Linked DNA regions of Bombyx mori: region 1 is linked to region 2. Evidence: chromatin contacts called from public Hi-C data. All regions are on one chromosome and are shown on one strand. Each heading gives the region's core, a stretch centred on a gene start, on an enhancer-like site or on the middle of the called end of the contact. The rest is flanking DNA. Distances are from core to core; before and after follow the strand shown. Region 1 overlaps LOC110385041. Region 2 overlaps LOC110385041.

Region 1 (4,014 bases), core at 869-3,368, 40 kb before region 2:
CATCTTCAAGTTGACGACTTTTCTAGAACTAATATACAATGTACAATACTAAATAGAATAAATATCAAAGAATAAATATCAAGTTTTTTTTTTAAGGGATTTTATGACCTGGAAACTAAGACCTTTAGGTCATGCCGTATTTGAATTTATTTTCACATTTTTATGAAAAATGATAATATGAAGAATGAATGATTGATTAATATGGGACATTAATCAACTGAGATGAAATTAAATGAAATGAGATGAGATAATATGGGATGAAATATAATCTCAGTAAAATTGTGGTCATTTACTGAGATTTTTTCAGTGGACTTTTGGAAGATACCGAGAAGTTACGTTCAGTCGCTTTGTTTCATTTTCCCACATTTGTGCACTTTCACAGATATTAAACAGCTAATAAACAACCGTTACTACACATTTAAACCTGAAGAAGCACTAAATAGACAAAATAAAACAAATCACACAACAGTTCACTCCTCGCGTTCTCGCCAAAAAAGTCAGTATAGAGTTATTAGAGAAAATGAATGTGGCAAGAATGAAAAAAATAATAATATTATGTATGAAATATGGGGAGTACAATACACAATACATAAGAGACTTCAATATTTTGATTATACATACTCTTTACATTTAATATCTTCAGTTTTACGAATTAAATATTAAACTAATATGTACCTAAGTAAAAAAATATTGAGCATTTTTCGAATAGACTAGTTTTCATTTCATACATAATATGTAACATAAAACACATTTCGCTGGCGTCATAAAAAGTAAAAATAAAAAATTTCTATTATTTGGTAGAAAATGTATCGTTTTATATACCGACAACACCAATCTAGGTCGTTATTTATGCATGCCAGCATTAAATTTGTTTCGGTGCATTGGAAGTCGATTTTTTTTTATAATTACACCCAAATTTATGATTAAGTCCACTTACTTAAACACATAGTACATCACAGCAGTTCTTTATAAGTAATTTAAAGTTTAAATTTTTAATCAAACCTCAGTCCCAATATGTGCATGCTGTACCTTACATTCTGTTTTACTATCCGTTAAAAGTCCTCTAGAATTCTTACGCTTTTAAAAGAGCTAAAACTTTACATACAAAACTATTCTTAATGTCATATAAACGTTATAGAGTTCTTAGCCTTCTTATACTAAGTAGATGAGAGATAATATTTACAAAATTATGATCCAAAGACGTATTGTTTTTTTTATTTATATATTTGTTTTTTTTTAACTATTTAAACATATTCAGATAATTTTTTTTATATCTATTTAATCAACTTAACTTGATCCAAATTGATCTACGCTGATTTCAATACGCTACATTTTACAACAAACGGTATGTATTTCAATATCGCATCTCACACATCTCAAATTGGTAGTTGATTCTAAATCCTGATGCGCGATATTACATTACAAAGAAACCTGATCAAAGTGTGATTGTCTCAGAACGTAGTTAAACCTATAGGAAGAGCACACGTTTGTTTTATGGTCATGGGGCCTTCCACATATGCCGTCGTGCCTGATCGAAATGGCTGGTTAGGGATTGGATGCAAAGGCAAGAGACCGAAGAGAATGAGGTATAATATTCAAAGAAACCTACACTCAGCATTGCGTAGACATGGTGCTATATCGCAACCCCTCCCCTCCCGGAGTGAAAGTTTCAATCAACAAGTTCACATCGAACAAAAAACACAAATATTTTTACGTACTATTAGAAAGACTATTTTTATTAACTAATCAGGTTTTTTTTTTTCAAGAATACATTCTCGAGATTTTTTGCGAAAAGTAAGACATACATTAAGCTTGTTGTGTGTGTTGGCGTGACTCTACAGGGGACCACCAGAGTCGACCTTAAGATTGAAATTCCAAAGGCATCACAAATGCTGCTCCTCTGCGGAGACCCGATGGATCCTCCGGAGAATCAGCCGGTTATCTCTGGTCCACATCAGACCGACACATTTGTCACCATGTCCAGTTCTATATCAAAAAACTTCTCGTATTTGGGATACAATCTGACCGCGAGTTTGGGCAGCTGGTCGGGGGTGGGAGGAGCGGTCCCTCCATCGTCCTCGTCCGGCTTCGAACCGAACACCTCGGCACTGGTGGCCTTGTACGCGCGAGTCGCTGACGCCGACGGCGCCAGCAGGCACACGCCGAGCCGACTCAGCAGTCGATGTCTAGAACATTGTTACTTAATTAATATTGAGTGCAATGGAAGAGAATCTGACTTAAGCCCTTAAGATTGGTGCTAGGAAAAGGTCGACGGACCCTCGCTGTCTGTCTGATACATTTGCACGACCATACCACTGAACGCAATTCAATTAAATTAATTATAGTAAGAATAGACGTATACTTCAGAATCCTTCGTTATAGAGCAAGAGCCCGCGACAGCCAGACCTTCGTTATAAAAGCTGAAAGTTTCTCTGTGTATGTCTCCAACACAGGTAAGAACGACCCGCGATTATAGAGTTTCGATTGTGGTTACTTGGGCAGGTAACAGGCAGTAAAGGTATATAAAATAGTACCTTAAATTCGTTAAAGTATAAAGGTTTTTTTTTTTAAATATTTACTCCAGAATATCTTTAGAAATCACGATATCCGTTGCCGGACACTTTTTCCAGTTGTTACCCCCTGCCAGACACCCCTAAACTTTAATAAATTTTAATTATACTTTCGTTATACTTTAAAAGCTAAATTTTATATATGTTACTTAGGGACTTATAAAAATATGTTACCCCAATAGCCGGACAGTTTTAATGGTTCTTACATCTTGCCAGACACATTGAGAGCCCGCTGTAGGTGCGAGCGCGAGGTAGCAACTGTTCAAGCGGGTGTGAGCGAGATAGAGTGCTTTTTTTTTTTTTTTTTTTTTTTTTTTTTTATTGCCTTTGTAGGCAGACGGGCATACGGCCCACCTGATGGTGAGTGGTTACCGTCGCCCATGGACTTCAGCAATGCCAGGGGCAGAGCCAAGCCGCTGCCTACCGCTTAATACTCTCCACAAGCCTCGTTTGAAGAAGGACATGTCATAGCGCTCGGGAAACACCGTGGAGGGGAGCTCATTCCATAGCCGGATGGTACGTGGCAAAAAAGATCTCTGGAAACGCACTGTGGATGACCGCAGTGGCTCCAGGTAGTATGGATGAACTCTACTCCGGTGGCGGGCGGTGCGATGGTAAAAACGAGATGCTGGTATCATCTCGAACAATTCCTCAGAGCACTCCCCATGGAACATACGGTACAAAATACAGAGGGAACCGAAGTCCCTCCGCAGACCCAGAGGCTCCAAACGATCCGAGAGAATGGGATTATCGACAATCCGAACGGCCCTCCTCTGTATGGAGTCAAATGGAAGAAGCTGGTATTTGGGAGCCCCAGCCCAGAGATGGGAGCAGTACTCCATGCGAGGCCGGACTTGTGCTTTATAAAGCAAAAGTCTTTGTCCAGGCGTGAAGTACCGCTTCGCTCTGTTGAGGACTCCCAGCATTTTGGACGCCAACTTGGCTTTGCCTTCCAAATGACTCCGAAACTGGACATCGCTCGAAATGTCGACCCCAAGTATCCCGATACTCTCGGAAGGTTGCAGGGATACTCCTTGGAATTGCGGCGCCATGACAAAGGGGTCCTTCTTCGCAGTGAACGCGCAAACTTGTGTCTTTATCGGGTTGAATTGAACCAAGTTCAATTCACCCCATTCGGAGACTCGCCCCAGAGAGTTCTCCACTTCAGACACAAGTTTTGATCGTCTCTCTTGCACCACGCTCCGAGAGAGACTCTGATGGCCGATATATCGCGCATCCCCCGTGCTGTCATCTGCATAGCAATGCATGCCATCAATAGACAGCATGTCATTGATATACAGGATGAAAAGCGTGGGGGAGAGCACCGAACCTTGTGGAACGCCAGCGTTAATGGTCATGGTATCAGAACAGTCACCGTCTACAACGACCGTGATGCTCCGCCCATCCAAAAAGCTAGCGATCCACTTGCAGAGACCCTCGGGGA
Region 2 (3,968 bases), core at 693-3,192:
GGGCGCCGCCACCCTGACTATTCCTAGCCGGACTACCATGTACAGATTTGAAGGTTATTACACTTTAACTTCGGCTTCTCGCTTCGCATACCATGAGCCCTTCTACAATAAAAAATCGAGACATCTAAGATAACGCATTACGTGTTAATCATTGCCCGATATCTTATACCTCTGTCGAGGACTTTTTGGCGGGAACGCGAGGAGTGAAGTTGTTTGATTTGTTTTATTTTGTCTATTTAGTGTTTCTTCAGGTTTAAATTTGTAATAACGGTGGATAATAAACAGTTAATAAACTGTTTTAATATCTATGAAAATGCACAAATGTGGGAAAATAAAACAAAGCCGCTGGACGTAACTTCTCGGGATCCTCCAAAATGTCCACTGAAAAAATCTCAATAAATGACCAGCATTTTACTGAGATTATATTTCATCAAATATCATCTCATCTCATTTCATTTCATCCCAGTTGATTAATGTCTCAAATTAATCATCTTCATTCATTTCACTCCATATTATCATTTTTCATAAAATTATGAATATAAATTAAAATTTAAAGACATGACCTAAAGGTCTTTATTACCGGGTCATAAAATCCTTTAAAAAAAACCTCTGTCGAATTACAACCATTGTAATTCGACAGAGGTCAGTCTCAGAATTCAAACGTCTTTCACCACTGACGCACTTACCTGAATTAAAAACTCTAGCACGAATTTTGCGAGTTGCTCGTCGTGTGCGCGGTTTATTGCCGCGTGCGCTATTATCTTGACTCGACTCTCGCATGGCAACACCGGCAACTCCATCGACAACGACTCGAGAGGTTTCGGTTTCACGGCTGAAACGAAAAACATTGTAATGAGCAAATGCATATCGACGCTTGAAAGGCAAACGTGACTAAGCGACAATAACTGCTTTATACATAAATGACAGGCAATAACCATATTCGATGCACAAAAAAAATTTTTTTCTAGGTCTATTAAAATCATTTCAATCCTACAGCTAGATTCGTTAAAATAGATTTTTTTTTCAGGTATTTCGACTTTAAATTAGTCTACTGTAAAGTTCACGCATTGTCGCTTAGTCACGTTTGCCTTTCAAGCGTCGATATGTTAAGACACAAACTCAACGAATTAGAACTTGGCATGTCTACTTTTATCTAAGTTTGTCGCTAGGGGCGCTGTTCCAACTCCATACTTGACTTAACTTTTCCCCGATCGAGAAGCACACAGATGAACATCACAATTGAGAATTCGACCTCATGTCTCAAGATGGTAGGACGAAATACGAAACTAAATAGACATATGAGCGCTATAGCTATTTTTGCCGCGAAATAATCATACGTTGTGTTTACAGGGGGAGGGGGTATTAAACATAACGGCCCTAAGGAATTTTCCACTTCGGCTCATACAAAAGTCGAAGATTTGAAGTCGTCGTGGCCTAAAGGATAAGACGTCCAGTGCATCTAGATCTAGCGATGCACCGGTGTTCAAATCCCGCAGGCGAGTATCAATTTTTCTAATGAAATACGTACTAACAAATGTTCACGATTGACTTCCACGGTGAAGGAATAACATTGTGTAATAAAAATCAAACCCGCAAAATTATAATTTACATAATTACTGATGGTAGGACCTCTTGTGAGTCCGCACGGGTAGGTACCACCACCCTGCCTATTTCTACCGCGAAGCAGTAATGCGTTTCGGTTTGAAGGGTGGGGTGGCCGCTGTAACTATACTAAGAACTCAGAACTTATATCTCAAGGTGAGTGGCGCATTTACGTTGTAGATGTCTATGGGCTCCAGTAACCACTTAACACCAGGTGGGCTGTGAGATCTACAATCAACTAAGCCAAAAAAAAAAAAAAAATTCCATGAGTCCGTGCTGACCGTGCAGAGAGACGGCGTGGCACACGCAGTAGTCCATGGCCCCGCGGCGGCCCAGCAGCGCGGCGGGCAGCGCGGGCAGCTCCGACGCGCTGGACATGCTCACCCCCTCTGCGAACACCGCCTCCAGCTCGGCATCGATTTTTTCTTTCAACTCATCCCGATATAGGTGTCTGTATACACATTACATTAAATCGTTAGAAATCGAATCGAATCGATAGAATAATCGATTCACTGGTGGTAGGGCGTGCTACAAGCTCGCACATGTAGATACCAAAACCGCGTATATAAATTCGCCATTAGAGCAATCAACAATCAAAGTCGGTGGGTTGGGGTATTCATGTTGTGATGCACCTAGTATCTATACTAATATTATAAAGAGGAAAGATTTGTTTGTTTGTTTGTTTCGAATAGGCTCCGAAACTACTGGACCGATTTGAAAAATTCTTTATCCATTAGAAGCCGACATTGTCCCTGATGAACATAGGCTACTTTTTTAATTTTTTTTTTTTTTGGTTTCATGTGTGTTTTAATGTTTCCGAAGCGAAGCGAGGGCGGGTCGCTATACGCAATAAAAAACAAATATCACAAACATTAAAGTAGACGAAATTGTGTTTTTTTATACCACTACTGTTATAGTTTATGAAGGTATTTTTTTAGTGCGTGAGGCACGCGGCAAACCGTTCTTGAAACCCTTCAAATACTTACAGAATTCTATCTACTATCCATCTTAGAGTTACCTTTTTAAAAGAACAATAATATCATATACCAGATGATTTTTTTTTTCACTACATTTGTTGAGAAACAAAAACAATGAAAATGTTCAAGATCACGAAACAATATAATAACCTAGAGCGCATGTGCAGCGAGCAGAGGGCGGTCATGGCGGCGCGGGCGAGGTGCGCCAGAGCCGCCCGCAGGCGCGTGTAGTGCACGTGCCGGGCGGCGGCGCGGCGCAGCACGTGCAGCCACGTGCGCACGCCCGCACACGCGCGCAGCACCGCTCCGCCGCCGCCGCGATCCACCCACTCCGATTCGCGGACTTGTTTTATATCCTAAACAATTACAATAATTAACCTTCATACTACTCAATTTACATTATACTTTTACTAACGAATTATAATTAATTACGAATCACTATTCACTATTTTGTATGAAAGTACTAATTAAATTATGTGATAATATTTAATTTCAATAAACAATTACTTACCGCGTGTGTAATGGCCACCAGCCTTGCAACCAGGTCTCTCAGAGGGAAGGCGTTCAGGAGTGACAACATATCCTTTTCCCGCATCTTACCCTCGCTGACCGCACCACCGGCGCCATGTTTGTCCACTTCCTCCCAAGCATCTTCGCTCTCTGATAATAAAAATAAAATAAATAACTGTTAAAAAAAAAACGCTTTTATAGAAATTCCCACTCAAAAATAAAAAATAAATCTTAATAAATTTGAATAAAAAAAAGTATAAGAAAAAATGATTTTGTTTTAAAAAAATCTTTTTTTTTTAAACTAATTTATTATTAATTTTTCAGTTGAATTTCAATTTTTTCAATATTTTTTTTAAATATTGAATTGTCGTCGGTGCTTAATAAGTATATCAAATTTTGAGTTAATTCGACGTTTTGAAGGGGGTCAAAATCATGTTCAAAGATTCCATTACATACTAACAAACATACGTCTGAAGCTAATAAAAACGTATTAATTACAATTATTCCGAGTGAAGCTTCCATGACGAGCCTTGATTTTTTCACATCAGTGGAACATAATACTGATCATATTTATCTTAATCAAGCTTTGAAATGCATTTTTTAAAACAAGTCTGGCCCTGACTTTGATGAAACATGTGTATATAAGATATTATTTTGGAATAAATGGCTAAACATTTTACTTAAAAGAATGACAATGTTGCAAATAACAAATATGGTAAAAAAACTTTCAAAGTCACGAATACTTGAAACCACTGGTGGTAGGACCTCTTGCGAGTCCGCACGGGTAGGTATCACCACCCTGTCTATTTCTACCGTGAAGCAGTAATGCGTTGTTGTAACTATACTTGAGACCTTAGAACTTATATCTTAAGGTGGGTG

Evidence for each region. A called contact is a pair of places that touch in the nucleus more often than the background predicts.
Region 1: a Hi-C map of whole pupa shows a contact between it and region 2, with 2.3 times the contacts expected there. The contact joins two enhancer-like sites. A contact is called at or near these places in 2 of 7 Hi-C or Micro-C datasets (both in whole pupa).

The regions. Positions count from the first base shown.
Region 1 is chr6:2,552,690-2,556,703 of ASM3026992v2, reverse strand. It overlaps LOC110385041, which reads right to left. Exons shown (of 38, transcript XM_038011527.2): 38 at 1-2,186. The coding sequence ends at 1,955. Among protein-coding and RNA genes, the nearest start is that of LOC101737483, 7.5 kb to the left of the region's middle. Within about 2 kb of position 2,118, at least 1 of the 8 cell types and tissues checked has open chromatin away from gene starts, as enhancers often do.
Region 2 is chr6:2,512,730-2,516,697 of ASM3026992v2, reverse strand. LOC110385041 reads right to left here. Exons shown (of 38, transcript XM_038011527.2): 6 at 3,091-3,239; 7 at 2,730-2,935; 8 at 1,884-2,053; 9 at 687-832. Among protein-coding and RNA genes, the nearest start is that of LOC134199026, 5.0 kb to the right of the region's middle. Within about 2 kb of position 1,942, at least 2 of the 8 cell types and tissues checked have open chromatin away from gene starts, as enhancers often do.